Regions from separate parts of the Mus musculus genome. Here region 1 is linked to region 2. A link is a contact called in public HiChIP or PLAC-seq data. All regions are on one chromosome and are shown on one strand. The core of a region is the stretch at or near the end of the contact, and the rest is flanking DNA. Distances in the headings are between cores, read along the strand shown.

What was found. HiChIP or PLAC-seq counts read pairs in DNA pulled down with a chosen protein or histone mark.
Region 1: a contact with region 2 is called in an H3K4me3 HiChIP or PLAC-seq map of the SCID.adh cell line, with 10 read pairs. The contact joins the enhancer-like site here to the promoter of AI606473 in region 2. A contact is called at or near these places in 3 of 39 promoter capture datasets (3T3-L1-derived adipocytes, frontonasal cranial neural crest and trophoblast stem cells), 1 of 115 datasets of contacts at active chromatin or transcription factors (the SCID.adh cell line) and 3 of 9 other capture datasets (adipose tissue, embryonic stem cells and liver).

Annotation. Positions count from the first base shown.
Region 1 is chr3:154,423,252-154,426,528 of GRCm38.p6, forward strand. No RefSeq gene overlaps it. Among named protein-coding and RNA genes, the nearest start is that of AI606473, 94 kb to the left of the region's middle. Within about 2 kb of position 1,515, at least 3 of the 459 cell types and tissues checked have an H3K27ac peak or open chromatin away from gene starts, as enhancers often do. A contact at or near this core is called in the SCID.adh cell line, where this site is marked.
Region 2 is chr3:154,329,185-154,332,403 of GRCm38.p6, forward strand. AI606473 (expressed sequence AI606473) reads left to right here and starts at 1,637. Exons shown (of 3, transcript NR_040387.1): 1 at 1,637-1,879; 2 at 3,175-3,219. Lhx8 (LIM homeobox protein 8) reads right to left here and starts at 1,376. Exons shown (of 9, transcript NM_010713.2): 1 at 1,088-1,376. The coding sequence starts at 1,168.

The sequences.
Region 1 (3,277 bases), core at 265-2,764, 94 kb after region 2:
TATCCATACAGTGAGCCAGGTTCTCCATACAGTGATACAGGGTTCTCCATACAGTGAGCCAGGGTTCTCCATACAGTGAGCCAGGATTCTCCATACAGTGAGCCAGGTTCTCCATACAGTGATACAGGGTTCTCCATACAGTGATACAGGGTTCTCCATACAGTGATACAGGGTTCTCCATACAGTGATACAGGGTTCTCCATACAGTGATACAGGGTTCTCCATACAGTGAGTCAGGGTTCTCCATACAGTGAGTCAGGGTTCTCCATACAGTAAGCCAGGGTTCTCCATACAGTGAGCCAGGGTTCTCCATACAGTGATACAGGGTTCTCCATACAGTGATACAGGGTTCTCCATACAGTGAGCCAGGGTTCTCCATACAGTGAGCCAGGGTTCTCCATACAGTGAGTCAGGGTTCTCCATACAGTGATACAGGGTTCTCTATACAGTGATACAGGGTTCTCCATACAGTGAGCCAGGGTTCTCCATACAGTGAGCCAGGGTTCTCCATACAGTGAGTCAGGGTTCTCCATACAGTGATACAGGGTTCTCCATACAGTGAGCCAGGGTTCTCCATACAGAGCCAGGGTTCTCCATACAGTGAGCCAGGGTTCTCCATACAGTGAGCCAGGGTTCTCCATACAGTGAGCCAGGGTTCTCCATCGCTGCTCTTGGACGCCCTTTAACCCACTAGATTGTGAAAGAGCTTCTGGAAACAGGAATACTTTTTGATTGTTTCTCTTTTAGAAATAGGCAGAACTAAAGGTTCCTTGTATTGGAGGATGAGTGGTTTTCCTATAATAGCTCAGGATGAATGAAAGGTAGATGTTTGTATTTTCAGCTTGGAAAGGCAGCTGTCAATCAATTGGAGGGCAAGTTTCTTTTTTGCTTTCCGGGGATGGATCTGCACCATCCACAAATGAAGGTGAAAAGCATCAATACACCTACTGCAGCCACACATTTCTGAGCTGGGGAAACTGCCAGTAGAACATATTTAGATTTTTAGGGAACAACAACAACAAAAAATTAAACAGAAATGCTTAGCCAATTCAGAGAAAAGAGAAAGAAAGAAAGAAAACAAACTTTGAATTTAATTCAGTTTGGATATGTTTAGATTTGACCATCATTTTACCTATTTAATTTGGTTTGGATCTGTTTAAAGTTGACTATCATTTTACCCATTTGCTCAGTTTTCTTCACACCAGCATGCCTTTTTCTAACGTCATTAAAGACTATGCTTAAAATCGATGTTATTAATGGCAAGATTTTAATAAAAATATTTTGCATATTCAAAAAAGAAGTTTACAGACAAAATAGAAACCATTCTTTATAATTATCCCCTCCAAGTACCGAGGGCATGTTTTCACTCAGCCTGTGTGATCATCAAAGAAGCCTGGATTTTAATGAGATAGGTATCTCAGAGATGAAAAGATTGACAGGCGCAGCCTCCTTTGCTCCTGTGTCTGGCTCACAACCCAAGTTGGGGGGTAGGGGGGGGTTGTGCTCTTTGTGGCTTAACGGTAAGGAGTGTATACAGGGCCGGGGTGTGTAGAGTGATCTGAAGGCAACAGTCATGGGCAGCAGCAAAGGCAGTGATCTGCTGTTCCCCCTCAGTGTTACCCAGCATAACTTTGCAGGAAACCCAGGGAGTTCTCAGTAGGTGACAGTAAGAAAGGAAAGGCTCTGCCTGTCCCAAGGAATGAGGAACACTGTTGTCTACAAGACGACTATGTCTGGGTGTCTTTTAACATTGTAAAGCTACTTTTTAAAAAATACAGTTTTAAAAATCTCATGTTGTTTGTTTGTTTGTTTACTTATTTATTTATTGTGTACACACACACACACACACACACGGACACGGACATGGACACGGACACACACACACACACACACACACGGACACGGACACAACAGGTACTTCCAGAGGTCAGAGGACAACTTTGGGAGTTGGCTATCTTCTCCAGCCACGAGAGTCCTGGGGATTTAACTGATGTTGTCAGTCTTGGAAGCAGGTGGCCTCACCCACGGAGCCACCTTATCAGCCCCGGATTGATGCCTCTAAGGCTCTTTCTCACTGTAAGATTGCAGCAGACAGAATGGAATCTCACTTGTGTTCTGAGCCTCTCTTCTCCCTCCTGGCCCTGTCTTTTAGCAAGCTCTGGTCTTTAGGTTTTCCAGGGTCCTTCCTGTCAATAAGCATGTGAGGAAAAGCAGGTTAGAAATCACCTTCTTCAGGAAGGGTCTCCTACACATCCTCTAAGACAAGGACTTATTTGTCTCTCTTTGGGCACCAGCATAACCTTGCATGTGTCTCCTGTTGCTGTGTTGGGCTAACCTTCTCTCATTCCTTCATCTCCTCTTCGACTCTGTGCACAAGCTTGACACAACCATATAAAGGGGGATTTGTGATTTGCTGTTTTCCTCTTTAATATATCCTTCAACTTTACATTTTTCTTCTTTTCACTTGTGTTTTCTTTCTTGTCCCCACATGGCAGTGTATCTGGTGATGAGTGTTCTGTGGTCTCTTAGTTTTTCTGCAATCTCACATTTTCTATAATTCTATAGATGTGAATGACTCTTAAATAATTTGAGACTGTGGTTCCTTGTCCAGATGCATCTTCACATCTAACACCACCATCTAGAGTTCGGCAGAGATGGTCCATCGTCTGTAATCCCTGTTCCGAGGAGGCAGAAACAGATAGATCCCAGTGAGTCACTGGACAGCCCGTGAGGCTGAATCTACAAGCTACTGCCTCAATAAGATGGAATGGCTGTAGAGATAGTTAGCAACCAAGGACACGTGCTATTCTGGCAGAGGACCCTGGTTAAGTCTCTAGTACCCACATGTCAGTTACACTTATCTGTAACTCCAGTTCCATGGACTCCAACACCCTCTTCCGGCCTCCACAGGCACCAGGCATGCACGTGATGCACAGAGATGCAGGCCAAGCAGACACATACAATAAAGTAAAAGTCAACAGAGCTTTATGAAAACAAGGCAGAAAGTCTTTGGCAAAGACGCCCAACCGCCTCTGACCTCCATATGCAGACACACATGCATATATACACATATGTACATATGTACATACTTACATACCTACAGACATACATACATCACACACATGATGCTGTCCTTTGGAGGTATCCCTCGAGTCTCATCCTACTTCAAACCCAGCAGTAATTATTCTGATCCAAAATAATCTTTTCCTTATTTTGTACTTGTAATAATAAATAAGACTTCCTCATAGATGTTTCTAGACTCTGATCTTGAGTCAGG
Region 2 (3,219 bases), core at 387-2,886:
GATTAGTTTTAACCAGTGCAAAAGCGGGCCGAATAATGGAAATATCCAGCTGAATTTAATTTGTTCCATTAAAAAAAAAAAAAAACTCACCCAATGCGGGTCAGAATATTTTAGAGCACGCGGACGCGTCGCTCAAGTGTCCCCAATCCCTGGCTGCACTTTCAGTTTTGTTCTATAAACGAATGCAATCTCTCTGAGAAGTCTAGTTTAGGGCGAGTGGGTCCGCGGATTCCAGCAGCCCACACCCCTCGCTTTTGCGTCCCTTTGTCTCCTTTTCCTCTGTCTTCCGAAAGCTCCAGGTGAGCCAGCGGCCGCACGCCTGGGTAGCCCCGGCGCAGCTGCTCCCGGGCGCGTCTTCGTGGACAGAAAGCATCCAGACAGAAACGCTACCCGCAACCGTCAGACAAACACGAAGCCAGCACTACTCTGCCCATGTCCAGCCGATACCCCCACCCCGGCCCTGCTCTCCAACAGTTTAGGAACCGAGTTCCACCATAAAATGCGAGCACCCACGGGTCTTGCCTCCGGAGTAGGTGACAGCTTGCCAGGTCTCCCCGTTAGGCTCGCCTCGTACTGCGAAATTTGCCCTTTTGGTATTTCCAACGAAATCGTTCTTTTGTCCCTTTCTAAGAGCGGGCGGGCCCTGGAAGACTCAAGTCCCCAGGTCTGTCGCCGCCGGGTCTCAAGCCCCACATTCACCTTATCCGTGGCAAGAGCCAGCGTTCAGCAGAGCGCAGCCATTGGTATCTGGTGCCCTGAGACAAACACCTAGACCCCCGGCCCCTGCCCCAGACTGCCGCGAACAGCCCGTCACGTAGAATACAAGCAGGACTCACGTTGCCCCGTGAGCGTCTTAGGCTCCAGGTTTCGTCTCCCAAATTAGAGTGTCCATGCCTTAGGTTAAGTGAGCCCGTGGGGAGGGGACGGAGTGATTACTACCTAACGCTACTACGTAATAAAAAAAATTGTCAGGTCTGGAGACGAGGCAGTGACAGGTAGTTTCCCAGCCTGGTTTAGGGGCCGGACAACTCTCTTCTCTCAAGGAAACTCCTATTCAACAGATCCCGCCCGGTGTAGGCTCGCTTACCTTCTCGCGGGGAACCGCCAGCTCCGGCACTTCCTTTCCCTCCAGCTTACACACAAACATCTGATCGCTCTTCCAATACATGGCCCCGCAGGCGCTGCTCGTCACATACCAGCTCCAGAGGGTCAGAGGCTGTGGGTGTCCGCAGTGTCCCCTCCTCCGCCCCCAAAGGCCAAGGAAAGCTAACAGGCAGAACAGCGATGCCACCAGTGTGTCTTGTTCCAAAAAGGCCACAGTGACCGTAACCACTCTCTGACCCACTGTTCTTCCTCTCTCAGCCACACTAAGGCCTGTCCCTCCAGGAAAAGAGGGAAAGTTGTGTTTTCCAGAGGGTGGAACCTCGCAGAGAGGAGGGGGTGTGGGGGAAAAGTCTTTTCCTGAAGGGACAGCCTCACCTCCTTATGAAAAACCCGCCTTCTCTACATGTTAAGATCTTTATCTGCACCAGACAACTTACTCTGAGTTCAGTGTTAAAGGTGGGGGGGAATTGCGGATGTCCGTTAACTTGCCTTTTTTTTTTCTTTTTAAGAATAAGCTTTCTGCCTCTGAGTTGTCTTTAAATTCTCGCTCCCCAGCCAAAACCTAAACAAAGATTCGGGTTACAGCTCTTTCAGCGGCTCACGGAGGGAAAGCGGAGGTCTTCTGGATTCCCAAGTCTTAGGTCTCCCTAAATGCGCACCAATGGTTCTCTCTACATTTTCGAAAGGTTTTCCCGTTAAGATAATGAAGGGACAAACGAAGGACTAGATTTGATTCGCGACTAGATTTGAAATCAAGGATACAAGAAAAACGAAAGTATGTTACGATTTTTTTATTTTCTTTAATTCTAGACAAACGGTATGCCATAGATAGACTGCTGCGCACTCCACATTCCCGTGCTTAAGTGTGAACGTTTGAATGTGAGTAGGGTAGAGATAATTTTTATCTGAATTGGAAAGTGTGAGGTTTTTTGTTTGTTTGTTTATGAGGTCTCACTTTGTTTATAGAAGAAAAATTTTGTAAGAAGTTATTTTTTAATTACTTTTATTTATTTGTCCCTTTAGATAAGCAAAAGAGAAACGTTTGGAATTTAAGTGATATAAGAACATCCTGGAGTCAGTTTCTCAAGCCTTATAACAAAACCATGCTTTTGTTACCTTAGTTAGACAGAAATATATGTAGTGAAACACAAGGAAGAGCAATCTTACTCCCTTGTCTTATTTTAGCGGGAGAAGAAGAACCCAGACCAGCCATCAGGGGTAGTGGAGGGGCCAGCAGCAACTAATGCTGACCACACTTTCTCTGGACAAAATGAGCATTGGGGTGGGCAGGGATTAAAGGTTTTCTTTGATTGCCCCTTTCCTCCTTAAACACAGAGGACGTTTGAACATACGCCATCTCGGCTCTCCTTTTCAGCCATTACATACACTTTCATATTAGCACCCTCTGGCCGATGCCCATCAGGAGATCTCCATTAAATTTAGCGTGGAGTATGAGGGACCTGAGATTTAAGAATCGACTGTATTCTGGTAAAGCATAGAACGGTGGAGGTTTGGACCGACTGCCCGAAAAGCTAAATAGTGGTTGTTGTTGCTGCTGCTGCTTCTGTGGCTTCTGCTGCTGATTTTCGTCAAAAGCGAAAATCAGGAGTGGGTGAGGGAATCCACATAATAAAGTATTTTCCATACGATTCTGATCAGAGATGAGAGAGAGAGAGAGAGAGAGAGAGAGAGAGAGAGAGAGAGAGAGAGAGAGAGAGAGAGACTGGTGCGGAATGCTGGCTCCAGCAGGTCGGGCGTTGGACCGACTCCCTGGATGAGGAACTAAAACTAGAGTCTAGCTTGGAGAATTACTTACAGTCTTTTGTGCTAAGTATTGCAACGTAACTCTGAAGTTCCCTTTGCCTGCTAGCGAGAATGGTCTGTGCCGGTCATCTGGAGAGCCCAGCGCGCTAGAGCTTTTGGGGGACATAGGGAGGGGGCGCCGTCGTGTACGCCGCCTTTCCACCCACCCTCGCCTAATCAGGCTGCTCTCAATCAGGTTTTCAACATACTAATCTTGATCTGAGAGCTCCTATCTCTGCATAAGTGGAGGAAATGATTCTTTTTTAGAGGCTTCCGGGCTTAGAGAAGGAGGACGTCAGACTGGAGTCTAAA